Regions from separate parts of the Canis lupus genome. Here region 1 is linked to region 2. Evidence: chromatin contacts called from public Hi-C data. All regions are on one chromosome and are shown on one strand. The core of a region is the stretch at or near the end of the contact, and the rest is flanking DNA. Distances in the headings are between cores, read along the strand shown. Region 1 holds the start of LOC100687029 (transmembrane epididymal protein 1A-like). Region 2 has its middle 73 kb from the start of ZNF648.

Region 1 (6,500 bases), core at 3,036-5,535, 190 kb before region 2:
CTGCTTGAGTTCCCAGCCTCTGCCTTGCCTTCTTCCTGTGGTATATTTCTGCCTTGAAGCAAGGTGAGTTACAATCATTTTTTGTTGATGATGGTGATGAGGATATCTCTCCTAAATAGAAAGGAGGTAAATTAAAAGATGCTTTTGGAAAGCACCATACTAAAACCACACAGTTACTGAGAAGTTTATAGTGTAGTTCTCTAAATCCCATTTTTTACCTAACTTCTATCTCCTCCATGATCTATTCTTTTCACTAAAACTTTAAAATTTGCTCAACATGTCATTTCATACTGTCTAAATCTGCACAATCCAATACAGCAGCTGCTAACCACAGACAGATATTGAGTGCTTATACTGTGGCTTGTCTGAACTGAGATGGGCTGTAGGTATAAAATATACACTGGAGTTTAACAACTTAGTATGAAATGAGGAATCTGACATACATCTTTTAAAATTCTTATATTAATTACATGTTGAAATAACATTTTGGTAATGTTGGGTAAAAACAATGTCTCATTAATATTAACTTCACTATTTTGTTGTTAATGTGCTTTTCAAAAACTTAAAATTACATGTTATATTTGATTTCCATGGAACAGAACAGTCCAAATAGTTTCTAATGTCTGTTGTATGTGTGTATATAGAGATGTATGCCTTCAGCTGAATTGTAAGCTCTTTGAGGGTGAGGACTATGTCATATGCTTTTTTTTATATGCCTTGCTATACTCAGTAGAATCAACAGCTGTAACAAATTCTTATTTACTGAATTCCTAAAGACCTTCTTGCTCATTCTAGCATTTCATGCCAAACAAATGGCACTGTTTATGCCTGAGGCCCCTTGAGAATGGGGGTGGAAGGGCAGGTTCGAGGGGCATCTCAGTGTGGAACAGCCAGGACATGAAGGACCTCCACGGACTCCTGTGGTCAAGTGGCATTTCCCTCATGAAACAGCTGTCCAGGCACTCGTCCACAGACTCTGGAGCTGTCTGCCAGTTCCGGTAATCATTCACCACCTTTGGCTTCCTTCTTGGCTACTTGTGGGCAGTGTCTGGTTTGGGAAGAGTGATTCCTATCTTCAAAGCCTGAGATCAGGATGTTCATGTTTTAATGAACAACATGTAGTGCTGGGGTCTGGCCAAGGTGGGGGGCCTGAGCATCCCAGATGGGACCTTAAGTGGAGCTACTTGTCCTCATATGTGCCACTTTCAACTTCCCATTTGGGTCAGTGCTACTAACCTCCCTCCTCCCCTGACTATTGGCAACCAGCTCACAGCTTCCAGAAACAAGTGGGAAAATGAATGTGGGAGCTGGATTGAACTCTGCTGCCCCCACCTTACACAGACCACAGCCTTGAAGTATGAGCAGCAATATTCAAAGTGACTAAATACAGCTCCCTGGGGCCTGCAGACCATGTATTCCCCAGCCCAGCCCTACTATTACTTACAGGAGTGATGAACCCTGTGCTTCTCCCAGAACAAATCTAAAAAAAAAAACAAAGAGAATCCCTGGGGTCCTCGCCTCCCTGACTCACTTCAGAAGTGTCACTTAGATTTTCCTTTTGCATTCCTCTGCTCTGCCATGCTCTCCAGGCATTTTGATAATTCACCAAAAGAAAGAAACAGGAGATAAATATGCTCACATCTATGCAACAACATTCATGCTCTTTTATTTTCACTTCAATAGAAAGTTAAATTCAATCCTCAATTTTTTCAGATAAGAGGTATGATATACAGCAAATGAAGGGAGAACTAGAATTAGAACCCAGATTTATGACTTCTGGTTGATACATTTTCCACTTCCTTATGCTGCCTTCCTAAAATTGCACTTCTATACCTCAATGATGGGTCACCTCCAGATTACAAGACTAAAGATGATTTTTAATGTTCTTTTTGCTTATATATTTACCTGATTTTTTACAGTGACTATACATCAATTTAAAAAAACCCAAACATCTGGGGCATCTGGGTGGTTCAGTTGGTTAAGTGTCTGACTCTTGATTTCAGCTCAGGTTATGATCTCAGGGTTCTGAGATCAAGCTCTGTGACAGGCTTCACACTGGGCATGGAGCCTGCTCAAGATTCTCTCTCTCCCTCTCCCTACACTGCCCCTACATCCGCACTCACATGCTCTCTCTCAAAAAGAAAGAAAGAAAGAAGAAAGAAAGAAAGAAAGAAAGAAAGAAAGAAAGAAAGAAAGAAAGAGAAAAACCTAAAACTAAATTTTAAAATAAGCAAATTCCTTCATAAAGCAGAATTAAACTTCATTTTTCCAACTTGCCTTCACACTCAAATCTTAGCCCTACCGAATCTCTCAATAGTAAGAAGCAATCTGAATTACTGTGATCCTTAAGGGCAGAGAGAGATTGAATTTTTCTGGAATCAAGTGAACTTGAGAAAAAGGTATTTTGATAGGAGTGAGGGCTCAGAAGCAGTGCTATAAACTGGGTGTAAATTCTCCTCCTCTCCTCCAGGGGTGCTGTTGGCATACAGGTGCTGCCTCTCTGCCCCCAAGACATTGCTTATACTGTGAGGCTGATGATTATGCAGAAGACAGTGATGTCAGCATGGTTCATGCTGAGTGATGCACTTCCTCCTTCCTTAGCACAACTGTCATACCTGGGAAAACTCCTATTTCAGTACCTACTGCAATAAACCCAAAACTATTTTGGGCCCCGGGGATGCCTCACGTTCCCTGTGCCTTTTTCTCCACCATTCTCTGCATTATTTTTTTTTCCATAAACAGATAAATGCATTAACAGATAAATGAAGCTGATGGGCTAATTCACATTAAAATACAAACGGCCAACACCAACTCACTGGAGTCACTCACTCAACAGTATCTGCATTTTAAGGATTTGACTTTAATCCCATGAATCATGGGAGCAAAATGACATGAAATATGAATTTCTTATGGATATTACACCTTGACAGATTTGTAGTGAAGAAGTCTATGGTAGGCTGTGGCTAAGTGATGAGGCTTGAGGTCATTTCAGGTCAATGTGGCAGCAGTCAGGAAGTATACTGCATGAAAGCAAGGAACAAACTGAAACCTATGAGAACAAAATGAAACCTGTGTCTTTCTTTCACCACCTCATACTTCAACGGCAAGTGACTTATAGAAGAAGCTGGTGCCCCGACACTAAAAGAAACTAAGGGAGCTAGCTATAGGCTTGGTTGCTGCCCATGCCAAGGAGGTGAGCCAATGGACCAAAAACAGAATGCATGAGGTAGCCTGGGTGGCTCAGCAGTTGAGCACCTGCCTTAAGCTCAGGTCATGATCCCGGATCCAGCAATCAAGTCCTGCATATGCTCCCTGCGAGGAGCCTGCTTCTCCCTCTGCCTATGTCTCTGCCTCTCTCTGTGTGTCTCTCATGAATAAATAATATTAAAAAAAAAAAAAAACAGAATGCATGAGCTACAGTGGCAGGTACCCAACACTTCCAGAGTGTGTTCAGGTTGCTGCTTCACTTCCACCCTCAGATTCTCATGTAAATCTCTCTTGTAGCCAATCCAATCTGGAACTACATAAGGAAGGAAATTATGGAAAATATGGCTTAAGCTTAGTTAGGTTGACACACTATAAAACCACCACAGCCCCTGAAAATCAATATCAAAAAGTAGCTTTTCTGATCCATTTATTGGCCAGTAGAGATATTGAAGTGGGGTTAAGGGCACAGATGGAGATGTGAAGAAGAGGTGGAGGTGAAGGGAGATTTCTTGGGGATCTTCAGAATGTGTCTATAAAAGAAGAATAGAAAAGTCAGATGCTAGGTATGTATTATATGATCACATATCCAGATGTTTATAAATATATGTGTTCAGAAAGAGAACTTTACAACTAGACCAAAATTATGTCTGAATGGCCAGGCTACCTCAGGATACCACAGCAACCCCTTCCCCTATCCCATGCTCCTCTCTTCTTGTTTGCGTGCTGGGCAGCACAAGGGGAAGGAAGCCATGGGAAAAAGGGACAGGTGTGCACAGAAGTACCTCAAGGGCCATTGAAGGGAGCCTCTAAAAGCACATTCACAAGCCTTCTTCTTTGGCAGAAGTCAGTTAGTTCCTAATGTACCAGAATGGAATGGAACAATGGGGCTTTACTCCACCAAAGACGTAGGCTTACTTCAAGAAGCATTTCCTCTGTGGGGGAGCAGTAGGTGGGGTGAGATGATAAAAGTTGGTGGAAGGCAAATTCTTCCAAAATCCAGACCTTGAAGGGTCCCCAGAAGGTGTGGACTTGCCCAAATTTTGCTCTTCTCTCTTCATTAGACAGATCTGTAGTTCAATGGGAACCTTCATTGGTCATGTGTACCCAGGACTGTTTCTAATCTTATATGGACTGTATCAGGCAATAGTAGTCTCCAAAGCTGTGATATTCAAAGACTCTCTCCTGGATCCTTCATGCCATCCTACGAATAAGGGAAGATGGGCCAGGCTGTGGAAAATATCCTACAGAGGTTTGCTGAAGATGGTGACTGGCTCCATCTTAATAGCTTATGAGATCAGTTGCATTAAAGGAGGGTTGGTATTGATGAACAGACAATTGCCACCAAGATTTCTGTACCCCAAAGAGTGGCAGCATCTCACCATGTTCATCCTCCTCACCCTCAATGGCTGTGTAGATGTCATGAGCAGGAATTTGCTGCCTCAGAGGTGTGTGCTTCTAGAAAAAGGTTCCCTGGTCCTGACCTTCTACGTGCTCCTGCTCTTGTTGGTATCACATGTTCAGGACACAACAGGGATAGAGCTTCAGATTCATTATCTGCTCATCTTGGTGGTGTTCCTATTGATGCTGGTGTTGACTATAGAGCTGTGGACTCCCGACACATTTCAACTCTTGCTGATTGAGGCTTTTCTGTTTCTGATGATGGGCTCTTGGCTGATGCAGGCTGGCTTTATTCTGTACAGGCCAGTCACTGGCTACCCATGGCAGGATGATGACATCAGTGACATCATGTTCGTCACCACCTTCTTCTGTTGGCATGTGATGATCAATGCCTTGTGTCTGCTGGGAATCTATGGCCTCTCTGCCCTCTGGCATCGTTGTCACTGCCCCAGCTTGAAGCTGATGGGATCCAAAGAAGCTCCATATCACAAGGGCACAGTAGGACCCCTGTACAAATTGCTGCAGGAAGTGGAGCAGTCAGAGAAAGATGAGCAGGCTCTTCTCCTTTCAAAAAGCTCTTCCTGACACAGGGCCTAGAATGCCTGGCACACTGTCCACCCATCTGCCTCCTTGCGGGTTCTCTCAGACATGGGCACTGCACCCTTTTTGGTCTCCAGTGAAGGTAATGGCCATGAAGGAGAGCAGCTGATCTCCATCTGCTGGTACATCTCCTCCCTTTGAACGTCTAATTGCTGAGGAGATGAGGAGAGAGGAGCCTGGGAAAGGGTTGCTGATGGGACTCGTGGAGCAGTGGGGAGGGCACCAGGGTGGGTAGGTAAGGGTGCAAGAAGAGCTATGGGGGGCAGAAGATGTAATAGAAGGGAGGCCTTCAAAGAGAGGAGAGCAGAGTCCAGGAGTCATGCTGTCCGTGGCTACTTCTCCAGGCACAAGTGATTGCCTTTTACCTGAGAGTATAATGATTTCTCACAATTCAAAACTGTAATCATTCAAGTCTTATCCTGATAAAGATAAGTAGGTACTTCAGTTTGCTCACCAAAGTTGCACCACCATGTGGAAGTAATAGAAACAGAATTTATAATTAATTCATACTGGTTGAAAGTATTGAAAGTATGCTTTTTATGCTTCCTTCCCACTTTTAAGGACTGCTTTCATATCAAATCCAAATTAATAAAGTGAGACTTTATTAATGCTTAAGTATACTAACATTTCAAATGTGCAGAATTCAAATATAGAATTCAAATGCTCAGTACTTCTACTTCATATTGTATTGCTCCTATTCCAGTCAAAGCTTTTCTGTTTCACCACTACCACCACCTTCACACATGTCACTTTCTGGATGGAATCCTGGGTCTTTGCAAATATCACTCCTTTGCATCTCACAGAAAGCCATCAGTCAATCACATTTTTACCATGGTATTTGGTACGCAGCATAAAACCCACCTTCACCCTCACCCCACTGAGCACCCCAAAGAGGCCTTCTCCAAGAATTTTTACTGACTCCTTTGTTCTGGAACTCTTAAGAACTTATATGAAACCCGTTTTGTTAAGTTGTTCATACAGCTGATACATTGTGCTTTGTACTGTCTCTGAAATCATTTCTTTCTGGGGAGGTTTTTCCTCCCACCTAAAGCATTGACTCCTAAAGGGTAAGGACTTTGCCATATCCAAGTTACATAATTTCCTATATGTGCACCGAATATATAGCATAGGTGATGCTTAATAAAAGCTTATTTGCTTCCAGAATCTCTGCCTACCCTTGGTCCTTTTTTTTTTTTAAAGATTTTATTTATTTATGTATTCATGAGGGACACACACACACACACACACACACACAGAGAGAGAGAGAGAGAGAGAGAGATAGGCAGAGAGAGAAG
Region 2 (5,922 bases), core at 2,449-4,948:
CATCCACCCTTCCCAATGAGTTTCCCTTTGAGGATCTGTCACCAGTCCTCGGAGAGCACCTCCAAAGAGGCTCCCTTCCCTACCCCCAGTCCTTCCATCAAAGAAGCTCCCTTCTCTTATTTTCCTCCAACACCTAACTGGGTCCTTCTAGAAGGCTCCTCCCCAGGCTTCCCCTGAGTTTACATTTCTCAACTGTTTTGAAAAGAAACATTAGCACTTAGGAACAGTCAAGACTTGAAAGAAGTCAGATGGAGTCATAAAGAATTGTGACCTTGGATAGTGGTAATAATAACCACAGCTTTAAATCTTCCTGGAGCATTGTGGCTCAGGTCTCTGGAGCCCTCACCATGGCCATGGCACTGGTGACAGTGAGAAGCACCCATGACAGGTCTTCTTGGCAGCCTGGCAGTGCAGGGGAAGAAATCCAAGCATTTCCTTGCTCTTGTATTTCTTTGAGGCCTCCCTTATTTTTCTTCACTCCTGCCTTTTGTCCCTGCCCATGTCCCCACAACCATCCCTCTGCCTGTAGAATTTCTTCAACATCCCGAGAACTTCCAGTATGAAATAGGATCAGGAAGGTGGTGAGACATCATATTTAAAATCTTCTCAGAGCTGAGATGTCCTAGAAGTTCAATGAAGTATTTGGGGCCTGATAGAATGAGTGTTTCCATTAAATCCTTCTAGACACTGGCACCAGAAATAAAACCCAGACTCATCTCTTCTTCTTTAGCCTTCCTTCTGGGGCTTTGTCCCCAACATCCAATAACTAAGGAACTTACAAACTTCCAATTACATTTGTCATGGTTACACCTGTCTCAGAGACCTACTGTGTGCTAATCCAGTTTTTTCCAAACATGGTATATAGGCCAACAGAGATGATCTTGCTGGTCCACAAAAGGAGGTAGGAAAGGTGGTTGCTGCCGTAGAAGGGTATGTTTTACCAGTAACAGCAAGAGGGGACAGAAGGCAGGGGAGAAGGGAGTTGAGTAGCCAGCAGTTCCCAGCCAAGGAGAGGGGACTACGGTTTCTCTTCAGGCTGTGGGTCCACTGGGTACCCCTGCACTTAGTGTTACGCACACCCATGCCCAAGGCTTCTTTGCTCCTATCTGAATTTTCAGGTAGGACTAGACCAGTGGGAGTCAATAGGGGCCAGAACACCCTGGTGCCCTGCTCTGAGGCCCAGGCTCTGTGAATTAACTAAGGCAGAGCTGTAAGCACCAGACTACATCCCATAGAGGCAGAGAAGTGCAAAGATGCAGAGCAAGTCTTGGGCATTGGATAGCAGCCCTAAATCCCAGTCTTGAACCCACATTAGCGAAACAATCTCAACTCACTTGCCCTATTTGAGCCTCAGTTTCCCACCTGTAAAATGGAGGAGACAGAGGTACTTAAGCCACCGAGTTATGAGAATTCAATAATTTATTTCTGCCAGGGTACATAGTTAATACTCAGAGGGTAGTAGCTGGTGTCAGCTGGTAATATGCCAAGGACCCAAAAATGTGTCTTCTAAGCTGCCCCAAGCATACAACTAATTTAAAACATTCGAAAATATTTTCATTATCTGAATCATATGGTTATACATACTCATCTGAATAGTTAGCTCCTTGTTTTGAATATTATATAGCAATCTTTGGAAAATGAAATAAAATATCATTCTTTTCTTTCCTTTTTTCTTTTTCTTTTTATCCCTTTTGTAAAAAAATTTTTTTATTGGAGTTCAATTTGCCAACATATAGCATAACACCCAGTGCTCATCCCGCCAAGTGCCTCCCTCAGTGCCCATCACCCAGTCACCCCAACCCCCCGCCCACCTCCCTATCTACTACCCCTTGTTCATTTCCCAGAGTTAGGTGTCTCTCGTTTTTTTCTAGACAAGAATTCAGCAGGGAGTAGATGAGGAACCCATTTTCCATCACTTTCCAAATATTACCAGGGAACTCAACACGTTCCAAGACTAGATTTTGGAAACTGCTTCAGAGGCCCCATTCAAAGAGAAGTTTGTTGGGCTAAAGTCACTTTCATCATTTTGGTTAGGAATCGACTCTTAGTGACCAATCCTACCAGGGATAAGTGGTAAATAATTTTTTTTTTCAATCTTTCTGATGCCAAATTCTACAGAGTAGGAATTTTAAATCCATGAATCCTGCTAATGCTAACATTATGACTACTAATTATTTTCATAGCTGATGTTCATTGAGAGCTTACTAAGCGCTGGGTGGACCTTTCATGACTGTTTTGCATGTGGTCAGGAACAACTCTGAGCCTGGCACTATTATTAGCCTCTTTCGACAAACAAGGAACTAAGGCACACAGATGTGGAGAAACTGACCCTTGGCCTCCCAACTCCTAAGTGGAGAGCTGGGACTCAGCCAGGCAGTCTGGCCACTGTGCTCAGACGTAACGCCTCATCATCCCAGGAAACTTAGGACCCTGGGTCGAGTATATGTAAACTGTTTCATTTTTCGCAAGGAGGAACTTATTTTCACAAATTGCTTATAACTACGACTCCATGCAAGATATGGAAAACTGGGATGTCTGGGTGGTTCAGTGGTTGAGCATCTGCCTTTGGCTCAGGTTGTGATCCCGTGGTCCTGAGATCGAGTCCTGCATTGGGCTCTTCCTGGGAGCCTGTTTCTCCCTCTGCCTGTGTCTCTGCCTCTCTCTGTGTCTCTCATGAATAAATAACAATCTTAAAAAAAAAAGATATTGAAAACTAATAGCGTTGTTTTGTTTCCATGGTTTTATGTTGGCATTTCTCTTTTTTATGCTTATTTTTTCTTATTTACAGAAATGATACTGACTTTACACATAAAGTGAAACTATAGTGTTTTCTTCTGGAGCAAACTGGTTTAAGTAAGAAAATCAGCTTCAAAGACAGTGATGAAGTCTTTCGCAGTGTCACTAGCTGTATGTGGACATGGTTGGCAAAGGGCTTGTGGGTCTGGGACTTGCTGAGCATCATACAAGCCCTGCCGCCATCTCTGGTCAGTGGAGTGGTATGTCCCTGGACAGGTCCAAGTGGCAGATGACACCCAGCTGAGGCTGGGGTACAGAGGCAAGCTCTCACCCTCCCTGACCTCATGATCCTCTGGGAGGTCGGTCTCATGTCTTACTTACATTCTTAGTCACCTTGTGACCAGCTTTTCTGGAAAATGTGGCCAGAAGGGGCTCCAACCCCTTCTCGGGATTAACATGCTCCCGCTTTGCTAACTCTCTTTAATGTTTTTATTCAAAATATTTATTTCAATACTGCTCTGAAAGGGCGAACGTTGTTCAGGTACTGCCTGCCCCACAGCTGATTTCTAAAGCTGCCAAGGACAAGAAAGGAGAGAATATTGCTGAAGACTTTTAACAGGCTCAATAAACATCATATTTAATGATTCTTTTAAACCTTTAAACCCTGCCCTTATCATTGGCCTGACCACTTTTCTATTTTTTTTTTCTTTTTAAACCTGCATTTTGTAAGAAAATGGGGAAAGGGAGCAATAGTGTGGCCTGGAAAACCAGGGTGTTTACTGCCTAAAGGAACCAGAAGTTCGCACAGGCCTGGTTGGCCCAAGAAGTGACAGCTCAGCACCCGGAGGGGAGGGGGGGAAGGACTCCCCTCCGGCAGCCACCTCCCCCCACCCCTTCCAGGACAGCAGCAGCAAGGCAAGAACAAAACATTTTTTAAGCGATCTGGCCAGAACTGGTCCCCCGCCCTGCGCTCCCGGGCCAGAGCAATCTTGCCTCCCCGCGGCGAACCTGCCCTGCCCCTGCCCGGACTCCCACTCCCTGCAGCCGCTGCCAGCTCGGCTCCCGCCGCACCCACAGCAGGCCGGCCACGTGGGCGGGAGGGTGAGGAGCCCAGCACGGGAAAGACAGCTCAGCCGGCTGGCCCCTGCCCCTGAAGGAAACAGGCAGGGGCAGGGAGGAAGACAGACTGTTCCCTGCAATCTGATCACCTCCGGGCGTGCACCGAGGCCCAGGGGCGAAGCCGGTTAGGCCAGGCTGGAAAACCGAGCGGTGGCTGTTTCGGGGCAGATCAGAAGCACGTTGCACTGAGGGGAGCACTGGGTCTTACTTATTCTATGTGTTGGCAAATTGAACACCAATACAAAATAAATTTATATATATATAAAAAGAAAGAAACACGTTGCTGGAGAACGGGGTGGGGGATGGGGATGGGGGGATGGAGGGGTGGGGGTCAGGCGGGCCCCGAGCGTGCACTGCAGCGAGGCTGGACGCTGGGCGTGGGGCCGGGCCAGGGCCAAGCGGCCCCGGTGGGGGCAGAAGGACTGTATATAATGCTCTGTTTGTGAGCTGAGATTCCAGCTCCTGGGGTGGCCCCTGGCAGCTGTCTCGGCCTCACAGTGAGAAATCTGGAACAACAAAACCGTGGGGACAAAGGGTCTCTGGCCAGAGGGGCTGAGTGCTTCACAGGGCCAGTAGCCCTCCAGTGCTGGGGACACAGGTCAGCCCCCCAGGAGGCTAGGGCCGAGCTGTCCAATGAGGTTTATGGGGTTTCGGCTGCATGCACTCTGCAAGGCTCTCACTGCATATTCCATCGAATTCGTGTCACGGTATGGAAATTCTCACCGAATTGGAAACCCAGAAGCAAATGGCCTTTCTTCCCCAGGTTAGGGACGCCCAGAGTTGCCCAATTTCACATCAGTGCGGTTTGTTTGAAAAGGAAATTAGAGGTCAGATGGGAATTTTGTCACTAGGAAACCAGGGGAACATGCACCCCTTTAGCTTCCAGCCCAGGCAAGGGTGTGGGGACCGCAGGGTCTCCGCGTCTCACCTCTGAGCCACCACCTATGAGCTCCCCACCTCCCGGTTCAGCCTGGGGGCTCCTCCCACCTGCCCAGCCTCCGCGGCTTTCCCGCAGCCGCTACTCTAGCGCCATCTGGTGGCCGCCGCTGCTAATTCACGGCTGATCCGGATGGAATTTTCGGAGTTAAAGCGGCTAAATCAGAGTCACCTGGCTCAGCTGTGTGAGGTCCACCTGTCCTTTGGCTCTGCCAGTTATCTGCACATTATTATCACTCTTCCCCTGTTTCCGCAGGATTGGCCAGTTCTCAGCTGCTTCATCTCACTAACTGGCCTCTGGTGTTATTTTCATGGGGCCCCCAAATCAGGGAGATCTTGCTCTGTTTGTTACAGTTTTGCCAATAGATCAACATTTTCATTTGAATTTTTTTCCATTTTCTAGAGGGTTCTTCTCTCCCTCTCCTCCTAAGAGTTTGGGACATGGGACGTGTTTCTGAGAGTTTGGTTTTAACCCTGTGAGAATGGCATAAAACTGCATTTTGTTCAAATTTGTCGCTCCCTACCAAGGCTCAATCTCGACCCCTCTGTTCAGTCACAGGTGAGTTCCTTGCCCTCCTGGAAGCCCTCCCTGGGAATGCAGGTGAGAGACTTCACTCTGCTTTTGACCAGGACGCTCAGTCTGGCGTGTGACTCTGATCCACAGAGCCGGAGCAAGCCCGATGGGTAATGAACGTGGAGGCCAAGCTTGAGCGAGAAGGGGTTTGTCCAGAGCAGCAGCCTCAGATGCACTTGGAAGGGTAAATGCCCATTGCAAAACAGGAGGATGGCCAAGGCCGGGACCAGAGGGACAGGGTCAGGCCAAGGCCATAGGGCAAAGCAAAAGCCAGAAAGAGGAGAGGCGTTGGGTCTGAGGAGGCCATGCGAGATCTGGGGGAAATTATGAAGAAGCTCAAGGCTCTAATCAGAGTCCTGCTCCATGGCACCAGTTCAAGTGAACAAGTTGCAAGTCTGCAGGGCTGGCTCAGATTCATGGGGCCAAACGTACTCCCCAGATGTCTAGTTATTGTTTCTCCAAGGAGGTCTATCAAGACCTCATGTAAATAGAACCCCCCTGTAAGGCACCCTCAGGATGCAATGCCCACAGTGGGTACAGTGCACAGGTATCTCCGG

What was found. A called contact is a pair of places that touch in the nucleus more often than the background predicts.
Region 1: a Hi-C map of blood shows a contact between it and region 2, with 6 times the contacts expected there. The contact joins the promoter of LOC100687029 here to the enhancer-like site in region 2. A contact is called at or near these places in 6 of 9 Hi-C or Micro-C datasets (amygdala, blood and skin fibroblasts).

Annotation. Positions count from the first base shown.
Region 1 is chr7:15,624,621-15,631,120 of UU_Cfam_GSD_1.0, reverse strand. It overlaps LOC100687029 (transmembrane epididymal protein 1A-like), which reads left to right and starts at 4,285. Exons shown (of 1, transcript XM_038542236.1): 1 at 4,285-5,499. The coding sequence starts at 4,285. The coding sequence ends at 5,190. RGSL1 (regulator of G-protein signaling protein-like) reads right to left here. Exons shown (of 32, transcript XM_038542217.1): 4 at 1-111.
Region 2 is chr7:15,431,132-15,437,053 of UU_Cfam_GSD_1.0, reverse strand. No RefSeq gene overlaps it. Among named protein-coding and RNA genes, the nearest start is that of ZNF648, 73 kb to the right of the region's middle. Within about 2 kb of position 3,698, at least 10 of the 20 cell types and tissues checked have an H3K27ac peak or open chromatin away from gene starts, as enhancers often do.